Regions from separate parts of the Mus musculus genome. Here region 2 is linked to region 1. Evidence: chromatin contacts called from public Hi-C data. All regions are on one chromosome and are shown on one strand. Each heading gives the region's core, a stretch centred on a gene start, on an enhancer-like site or on the middle of the called end of the contact. The rest is flanking DNA. Distances are from core to core; before and after follow the strand shown. Region 1 overlaps Myo16 (myosin XVI). Region 2 has its middle 77 kb from the start of Irs2.

Region 1 (4,398 bases), core at 1,085-3,584:
TCTGTGCTGTGGTAACAGAATTCTTGTTCCCAGACAATGTAGAATAGGAGAGATTTATTATCTCATGGTTCTTCTGGGATGCCACCTGTCAAGGTACCCAAAGGTTTTATATATGGCAAAGTTGTGTCCATTCCTAAAGTATCTTCTGGACACTCGATCCCCTGTGGTGGGAGGCTTGGTCCTCACAGGACAGATGAGCAGGAGGGTAAGGGATGAGGCAGAGCCTACCAGGCCCTTCACTAGGAACTAGGAACATCATCTGATGAAGGCAGAGACCAACCTCACATAACCCAGACATGTCTTTGAGACTCCATATTCTCAACACGTCATTGAGAGTCAAGTTGCTAACACAGAGACTTCAGGTAGCAGGACCCACTGGCATCATCTTCACAATGAAAACTGAACCAACTAAAGGAAGTTTCTGTGCTGCCAAAGGCTCTCTCAGAGAAGTCCAGTGTCATCGCAGCCATGAAGGCAATGCCTGTGTCAACAGGACCAGGCTTCTGGCAGTGGTGAGGCACTCTGTCAGGGTGATTGATGGGGGTGGGAGGCAGGAAGTGGACACGTTTAAAAGCCAGGAAGGTGGGGGAGGAAGCTTTGAGCAAGAGACAAGATCCAGAAGTATTAAAAGGACAACTGTAAGGGACCCTGCTGCCCTTGCCAGCTCCCACTTTATATGCAATGTATTGATCACAGTTGACCCCCTGCAGAAGCAAGTCCAGCAATGTGGACAACAGGAAGTGTTCAGAAGAGGCAAGCTGGAGACCCATCACCTACCCGACTTCTTTTTGTTTTTTTAATTCATATTTATAAAACCAAAGTGCTATCTGTCAAAGAGATGAATCTTTAGTGAATGTTTTAGTCATTCTGGGGTGGGGGGAGGGTAAAGAAAAGAAATACAAGCATTTGGAATTTTAAACGATTTGAATTACAAAGACTTTAATTTCTTCCTAAATTTGATTTTTGATCCTTGGCTTATGTAAAATGACACTATTTCTTTGAATGAAACTTGTTATTAAAAGTCATTCAACTATTTGAAAGTATATCAAGACATATTATCCTTTTTTTCTTTTTTTTTATTAGATATTTTCTTTATTTACATTTCAAATGTTATCCCCTTTCCTAGTTTCCCCTCTGAAAATCCCCTATACCCTTCCCCCTCCTTCTGCTCCCCATCCCACCACTCCTGCTTCCTGGCCCTGGCATTCCCCTATACTGGGGCATAGAGCCTTCACAGGACCAAGGGCCTCTCCTCTCATTGATGACCGACTAGGCCATCCTCTGCTACATATGCAGCTAGAGCCTTGAGTCCCACCATGTGTTTTCTTTGATTGGTGATTTAGTCCCAGGGAGCTCTGGGGGTACTGGTTAGTTCATATTGTTGTTAATCCTAGAGGGCTGCAAACCCCTTCAGCTCTTTGGATACTTTCTCTAGCTTCTTCATTGGGGACCCTGTGCTCTGTCCAATGGATGGCTGTGAGCATCCACTTCTGTATTTGCCAGGCACTGGTAGAGCCTCTCAGGAGACAGCTATATCAGGCTCCTGTCAGCAAAGCCTTGTTGGCATCTGCAATAGTGTCTGGGCTTGGTGGTTGTCTATGGGATGGATCCCCAGGTGGGGCAGTCTCTGGATCCTACCCGACTTCTTAAAGGCCTTGGGAACTCCTGCAGAGAAGCTTGTGAGCCTAGCTTACTTCAGCATTTCTCCAGCAGGCGTCAGCCTCCTCAATGTTTTCTTAGAAAAAAGCTATCAACATCTCAGACAGTTAAATATTCTGGGTATATTTGTGAACTGTCCACTATCTGAAATTTCATTACATTATCTATCTACTATCTATCTATCTATCATTTATCTATATCTATATCTATCATCTATCTATAGCTACATCTACATCTACATCTATCTATCTATCATCTATCTATCTATCTATCAATCACCTATCATTTATCTACATCTACATCTATCTATCTATCTATCTACCTACCTATCTCTTCTATCTCACACACACACACTCCCACCCACACATGTGCCCACTAAAGCACATCACACTTTGTACATATATCTAGATTAAATGCCGAACAAATTGGCAAATAGGCTGTGCTCCCTTTCTCTCATCTGGCTTGGTGTGTTCTGCAGCCACCTGGAAAGCTTTTAAACACATCAAAGCCCGGGCTCCACTCCAATTTAGTGGGTTTGGGGTCAGACCCAGACATCAGCCACCTTCACAGAGCAGGGGATTTAATTCCAGTGAGCAGAAAGGATTGAGACTCGGTGCTGTCCTTACTGCCGGGCACTCAGGGCTCCGCCTTCTACTGGAGTCAGCTTTAATCTGTTCTCCCCTTCATTTTGTGATATACGGGTCATGCACTGTTTAGTTTTCCTCCAGATAGATTTCACTGAGCAGTAAAAATCAAGGGAGAACAGTTGGTGGAAATTTACTCAAGAAATTAAGTTTGTCATTAATACGAATGATGGGCCATCTGGATAAGCCACAAGGTTCTGCTGCTGAAGAGAGACTTCAAGGAATGCACCACTTTTATTATTAAACCTGCTAGTTTCTTTCATGTATGAAGCATGTGTCTTAAGAGCAGTACCCATACTAATTAGGTGGCTGATCAGTGTTAACTTATCCTCACCCTTCACCCACTTTCCGAGTCTGCTTTGGGAAGTTCCCGGAAGTCTAATAGGCCCCTCACACAACCCCAGTGGGGAGACATGTAAAGGAGAAATGACTATTGTCTTTCTTTGAAGCTGATGTTGATCCTCTAGATTATGAATGCAGATTTATACTTCTAGAAACTTCTAGAAGCATGATTAATGTACTTATTAAGTTTTCCTCTGAGGGGTTGTACACCTGTGCATGCACACGCTCGCACGCAAGCGTGCACACGTGCGCACGCACACACACACACACACACACACACACACACACACACACACGCCTTAGGTTTCTGTATCTGACTGTCCCCTGAGCCACCAAGCTACATCAGGTACAGTCCAAAGGCAAGGTGAATACACATGTAGCGTTTGTAACTCAGCACAGTAACAAATAAATGGCTGACATAGATGTTGGTAAATCTGAAAACCCAACCAGAAACGCTGGCACTCCTGAGTGTTGGAGGCAATAGGGAAGATCATGTTTAGAACAAAATTAATATAAACAAAATGCATAGGCTTTGTTCATAAAACAAAACGGGGAAAGTCTCTAGCTTCCCCAAGAAAGATCTCTCTGTATTCTTCTTTCCCAACAACCCTAAGTCTTCCTAGGTCTAGTACCATTGTAACCCAGGTAGCAGCTGATCCCCTCTGGATACCCACACCTCCTCTGGAAGCCAGTATCTGCTTCTTTCTAGGGAGCACAGTAGCAGAATTTGCTTCTAGGTGCCAGTCTGTGATCTGAACTCCTTTCCTACTGATCAGCATCAGGAAGAGTCACACAGACAAATTTTAATGTTACTATGACAGATGGAGAATTATATATGGAAATATATCAAATATAGTATTAATCAATATAATTCACTGGAATAGATATAAATGTTCACAAAAATATATTAATCAATATAAGTACATTAAAAATAAAACATAAACATGATATATTGACAGTTGTACAATGAGAACAAAAATTCCTAGTTCTAGATAGGAAACCAGCACTCCAGGACTACTATCCTTTCTGATCATTTCGTCCTTAGGTCTCTGATTTCACAGTGTAAGAGAATTTCTGTAGAATTGAAGATTATCTACTACAATCTTTACAAAAAGAGACAGAAAGTTAAACAGGAACCACTCAGCACTATAGTTTCCTTGTAATCTTGGTGAAGCCTAAAGGACAAGAGAAAATCTCTTTAAATTTGGAATCTCTGCTTCCAACATGGTGTTCCCACCACTACTCCATCAGGACCATTGGAGTTCTCAGAATCTTCTTTATATTCTCTCTCTCTCTCTCTCTCTCTCTCTCTCTCTCTCTCTCTGTGTGTGTGTGTGTGTGTGTGTGTGCGCGCGCGCGCGCGCGTGCGTGCGTATTGTGTAGACATTTATGGATATGTACATTACCACAGTACGTTGCTAGGCAAATGCGCAAGAGTCAGTTCTCTTCTACCATGTTGTTCTGGGAATTGAACTCAGGTCACCAGACTTGGCAGCAGGTGCCTTAGCCAGTGTCTTCATTTCTCAGGCCCCTCCCTTTTTTGCATTTGACAGACAGCTCTCTAGAACATCTCTCCTCTACTCCTCAAAAACTGTATTTCATAGGATATGTGGAAAGCTGGGAGTTTCTGAGATTTAAAGCACCAAGCTTCTTAGATAAGCACACATTTGGTGTGATCGATTCTCTTGCATAAGAACGGTCAGACCAGATGACTGTGCAGACGGCTGAAGATGCAACTGAAGCAGAGATTGGT
Region 2 (4,271 bases), core at 278-2,777, 610 kb after region 1:
GGACCAACATCATGGTGGTTGGAGCATGAGGTAGAGAGAAGTGTCTCACAGCATGGCTGATTGGCAGGCAGAGGCAGAGGAAACAATGGCAGTCCATGGCTTTTTCCTTTTTCCCCCTTTTGTTTTGTGTAGCCCTCAGCCATTCACTCAGGGTGCATCACAGTTCCTCACTGAATCTTCTATGGACATACTTTCACAGACACGCCCAGACGCCACACCAAATTCTTCACTGATTCTAAGTCTGATCCCAAGATGAATGGGTACAGAAGGAAATGAGCTCTGTGGTGGATTCACCCAGCAAACATTTATTTAACACATGCAAAGTTCATACGGCAGCAGGCAAGGCTCAGAGAGGACTGGAAATGCCCCGCATGCCCCAAATGATCATCTTCGAGAAGCAGCACGTGGCGGCTCAGAACTAGCCCTGCAGGCTCTTGAGGTGAGAAATGGTCCTGGATTTCCGTGGCTTCCACGTGTGTGCAGAAGCCCTGTGGACTACAGGTGGCTCCCTCAGAAACTGGAGAAGACGCTGCTCTAGGCTGCTTTGATCTGGGCCTGGTGCCTCTCATCTTATCTTTGCTCACCAGATGTAGTTTTCAAAATCTTAGGCACTTTATATTCAGCTTCAGCTGGGCCATTTTCTCTGGGCTATGAGATTAATCTGCCCTGCACAACATCTTCAAGACTGGCCTGTATCTTTGGCAGAACAGAAGCTAGCCACCCTCACTGGAGGATGGCCAGATCTCAGCAGCCACTTCCTGCCAGAAGATCACACCCAACTCTTTGTTTTCAGATGTGCTCACAGATGCAGGCTCTCCCTATCTCTGAAAGAGCCTAATTTTTCTGGGACTACTTCCAGGGTCAGATCTTTGGGGATCACTCTTGACTAACAAATGGCAAAAGTTCCCAGGCAGCCGTATGGCTGTGGTGCATAGCCAAGGCACTGCTATGCACTGCAGTTCATAGCTCAGGCTCTGAGTCTCCGTTTCTTGGGTTTGACTCTGACTAAATCAAATATTAATACTTCAGGTTTTTATGTCCAGTTCTTCACTGAAGCTCGAAAGTAGGAGTGGCCTATGCCACACAGGGATGTTTAGAGAATCAATATCGGTGACCACCATGTCAGTCTTCATTAAGTAACAGCTAGAGATGCTGAACAAAGAGGGAGGTGTTCACAGTAGGTTCTATCTACCTGGAGTCAGTGCAGTTCTCAAGAGGGCAGTGCCATTTAGAAAGACCACTGCTATCTGCCTCAAGTCTACTCTCTGAGGTCTGTGAATGATAAACCGCACTGAATGTCCTGGCTAAAACATAATATATCAAGATGCAGCAGGGACGTGTTGATTACAAGATATCTTTCCTTTTGTCCCCTATAAGTTCAGCACAGGAATAAGGAGGCTGTACTGGTACCAATGTTCCTCATAAGGTCAGCTGCTTTTCTGTCCATCACGGGGAACAGAAAGGACCATGACCCAGCGAATGAAGGAGTAAACATCCCTTCTCTTGTTATGTTTGCCGACCAGTTCTAGCTTCAGGAAGGGGAGAGCCCCAGAGGTGAATGCCTGCCAGTTCGGGGATGAAAACAAAGCTGGATGATTTGGTATCTTTGTGGGAGTGGGCTCTGCACCCTGATCTTGGATTCCTCTGCAGAGCATGCAGTGGGATTCACCCACAGCAGCTTCTCTGTTGGAATCTGAAGATTTAAAGACACCAGAGAGAGGCAGGGAGGCAAAATAGGGAGAATCAGCTGCTTAGATCCTGGCTGCTCTTTCTACTGCTTCCCAGGGACTCTCTCCAAGGGGGAATTGGTGTTGGTATGACTCACACTGGGGGGTGCTGTGGCAAGGTTCCCTGAAGCTCTCCGCCTTACACAACAGGCCTGTGGCTCCCTCTCCCAATTGTAAACACTCACTGAGCACTTTGGATGTACTTGGCAGTGGATGTAAGAGATGAAGGCAGTGTCTCTCCTCTGTGCCAGGGGCCTGAGGGATAATTATGGGTGACAACATACCTGACAGGGTTCTGAAAATCTGAAAGATCTCCACTGCCATTGCTGCAGATTCTGTTAGGCATGCTGGGCTTTCCCAAGGACAGGAAACAAACCATTTCAAAGCGCAGTTCTCAATGAGCCCGTTCCTGTCTATGCCCATCATCAGAACGTAAGGAGCCGGACAAGTGTATCTTCTGTTTACATTCCCCTCAGCTGACCAGGGTTGTATGTGTTTGCTGTGAAAAAATGCAATGATTTGAAGTGTAGACACACTGAGGACTTGTTGCTCCTAGATGGCTAAGAACCATCACCTCGTGTTGTAAGTCACTGCTCTCCGAGCCAAGCAGTGGCCATCTTGGGAGTTCATCTATACTACCCTCTTGCAGAAAGAGTATCCAATCTGGGCTTGCTGGTTGTTTACACCTCCTCATGGAGGGGTGGGAAGGGTCACCAGACCATCACATGAGAGTGCAGCCACTCTCTACCATCTGTGGTATACAAGTCTGCCTTAATGCCTTGTGCTCTTGATGAGGAATGAGAGTATACACACAAGGAAAGACTAGAAGAAGGACTCCCTCTATTTGGCTGCAGGTAAACCCTATCCCTGCTGAGTGAAAGCTTTCCAGGGTGGCCTGTTGTGGGGAGGGGCATCTAGACCCCTCTAAGTAACCAATGCTCAATTAACCTCTGGTTCTCCAGAGTGGACTTTGGCAGAATCCTGCTTTCTGTGTGTTTGGGAACCTCAGTGGGAGGGGTAGAGGTTTTTGTCTGGTTAGGAATTTCAGTAGTACCTCACACAGCTCTCCTTTTCATGAGAGCATGTATATGATCTCTTGACACTTGTCAAGAGTCCAGGCAGTCGGCCTTCACCCTGCTCACCGGGCTGTGAAGTAAAACTCTTGAACAACCTTTCTCATCTGCAACTGTGTGTTTCCTGACTGGCATCTCCCCAACCTCCTTCCTACAGCCATCCCTTCTATTGTATGCTAATTTTTTCAAAATGTGCATACTCATGCATGTGCATATACATGCGTGTGCATGTAGATCAGTGTATGTGTGTGTGTGTGTGTGTGCTCAGACTAATTACTTACCAGATAAGAATATCTTTAAGAAAACAAAGATCTCTTACTTAAGGAATTCTGCAAAGTGCATTTATGCATTATTCCAGCTAATGAAGGTAATTAGATAACAAAAGGTTACGGAGGGAGAAGCTATTAAATCAACTTTTTAGATTAAGGGTCTACAGGAGGACTCTTCCCCAAGGACCACACTAAGGCATGAGGAGAACTGCAATTGAAAGATGTATTTGCATGAATTTGCATCTGATTTGTATGCCATTAACATATTGTGGCTTGGCTCTGAAGTCCTGGGCAACTTCAAGTTTTAAATGTCCCTTAAAGTTCCCCATGTTGGCATTTCCAAGCAGGATCCTATAGTCTGGGTACCTGGTCCCTGAGGGATCATATGTGAATTGTCGTTGATTCCAAGCCAGCGAGCAAGCGTATATCAACAGCAAGCATCACCCAGAAACCTTTGCAAGTCTTTTTTTAAAAGATTTATTTATTTATTTATTTATTTATTTATTTATTTATTTATTTATTTATTTATTATATGTAAGTACACTGTAGCTGTCTTCAGACACTCCAGAAGATTTGAACTCCAGACCTTCGGAAGAGCAGTCGGGTGCTCTTACCCACTGAGCCATCTCACCAGCCCACCTTTGCAAGCCTTAATGAGAGGCATGGAAGGGGACCAGAGCTTAACGAGCTGGCTGTGCAAGCACAAGGACCTGAGGTCAGACCCCTAGAACTTACTTAAAGCAGAATACAGTAGGGTAACCCCAGTTCTACTTCAGGGAGATGGGAGGTGAGAACCAGAAAATCCTCTCAAAGCTCCTTGCCCAACTAGCTTAGTGCGTACAGAGTCAAAATGCACAAGGTTTTGCCTCCAACAAACACATCTGAAAGCTAGGCCTTCCACACAGGAGGTATGACACAAACATGCCTGCGCTCACACATGAACACACACACACACACACACACACACACACAGAGAGAGAGAGAGAGAGAGAGACTGAGACCAAGAGACTGAAAGAGAGGGAAGGGAAAGGGGGGAGGGTGAGAAGGATGGAAGGAGGGAGAGAGGAGGGAGAGAAAGGGGGGAGAGAACAGCTTAGAGAGACTCTCAGATAAGTCAGGAAGGAGCAGAATGCTCCTTCTAAATGCCCCCTCCCTCTATGTGTGTTCAGCCTGGTTATTAAATCACTGGGACCTACATAGAG

What was found. Hi-C and Micro-C count contacts between places; a contact is called where the count stands out from the background.
Region 2: a contact with region 1 is called in a Hi-C map of the N1E-115 cell line, with 3 times the contacts expected there. The contact joins two enhancer-like sites. A contact is called at or near these places in 1 of 15 datasets of contacts at CTCF or cohesin (the NIH/3T3 cell line), 1 of 484 Hi-C or Micro-C datasets (the N1E-115 cell line) and 2 of 115 datasets of contacts at active chromatin or transcription factors (the NIH/3T3 cell line and oligodendrocyte precursor cells).

The regions. Positions count from the first base shown.
Region 1 is chr8:10,468,172-10,472,569 of GRCm38.p6, forward strand. The region is part of intron 21 of Myo16 (myosin XVI); the gene reads left to right. Among named protein-coding and RNA genes, the nearest start is that of Gm51561, 40 kb to the left of the region's middle. Within about 2 kb of position 2,335, at least 4 of the 459 cell types and tissues checked have an H3K27ac peak or open chromatin away from gene starts, as enhancers often do. A contact at or near this core is called in the N1E-115 cell line, where this site is marked.
Region 2 is chr8:11,083,559-11,087,829 of GRCm38.p6, forward strand. No RefSeq gene overlaps it. Among named protein-coding and RNA genes, the nearest start is that of Irs2, 77 kb to the left of the region's middle. Within about 2 kb of position 1,528, at least 39 of the 459 cell types and tissues checked have an H3K27ac peak or open chromatin away from gene starts, as enhancers often do. A contact at or near this core is called in the N1E-115 cell line, where this site is marked.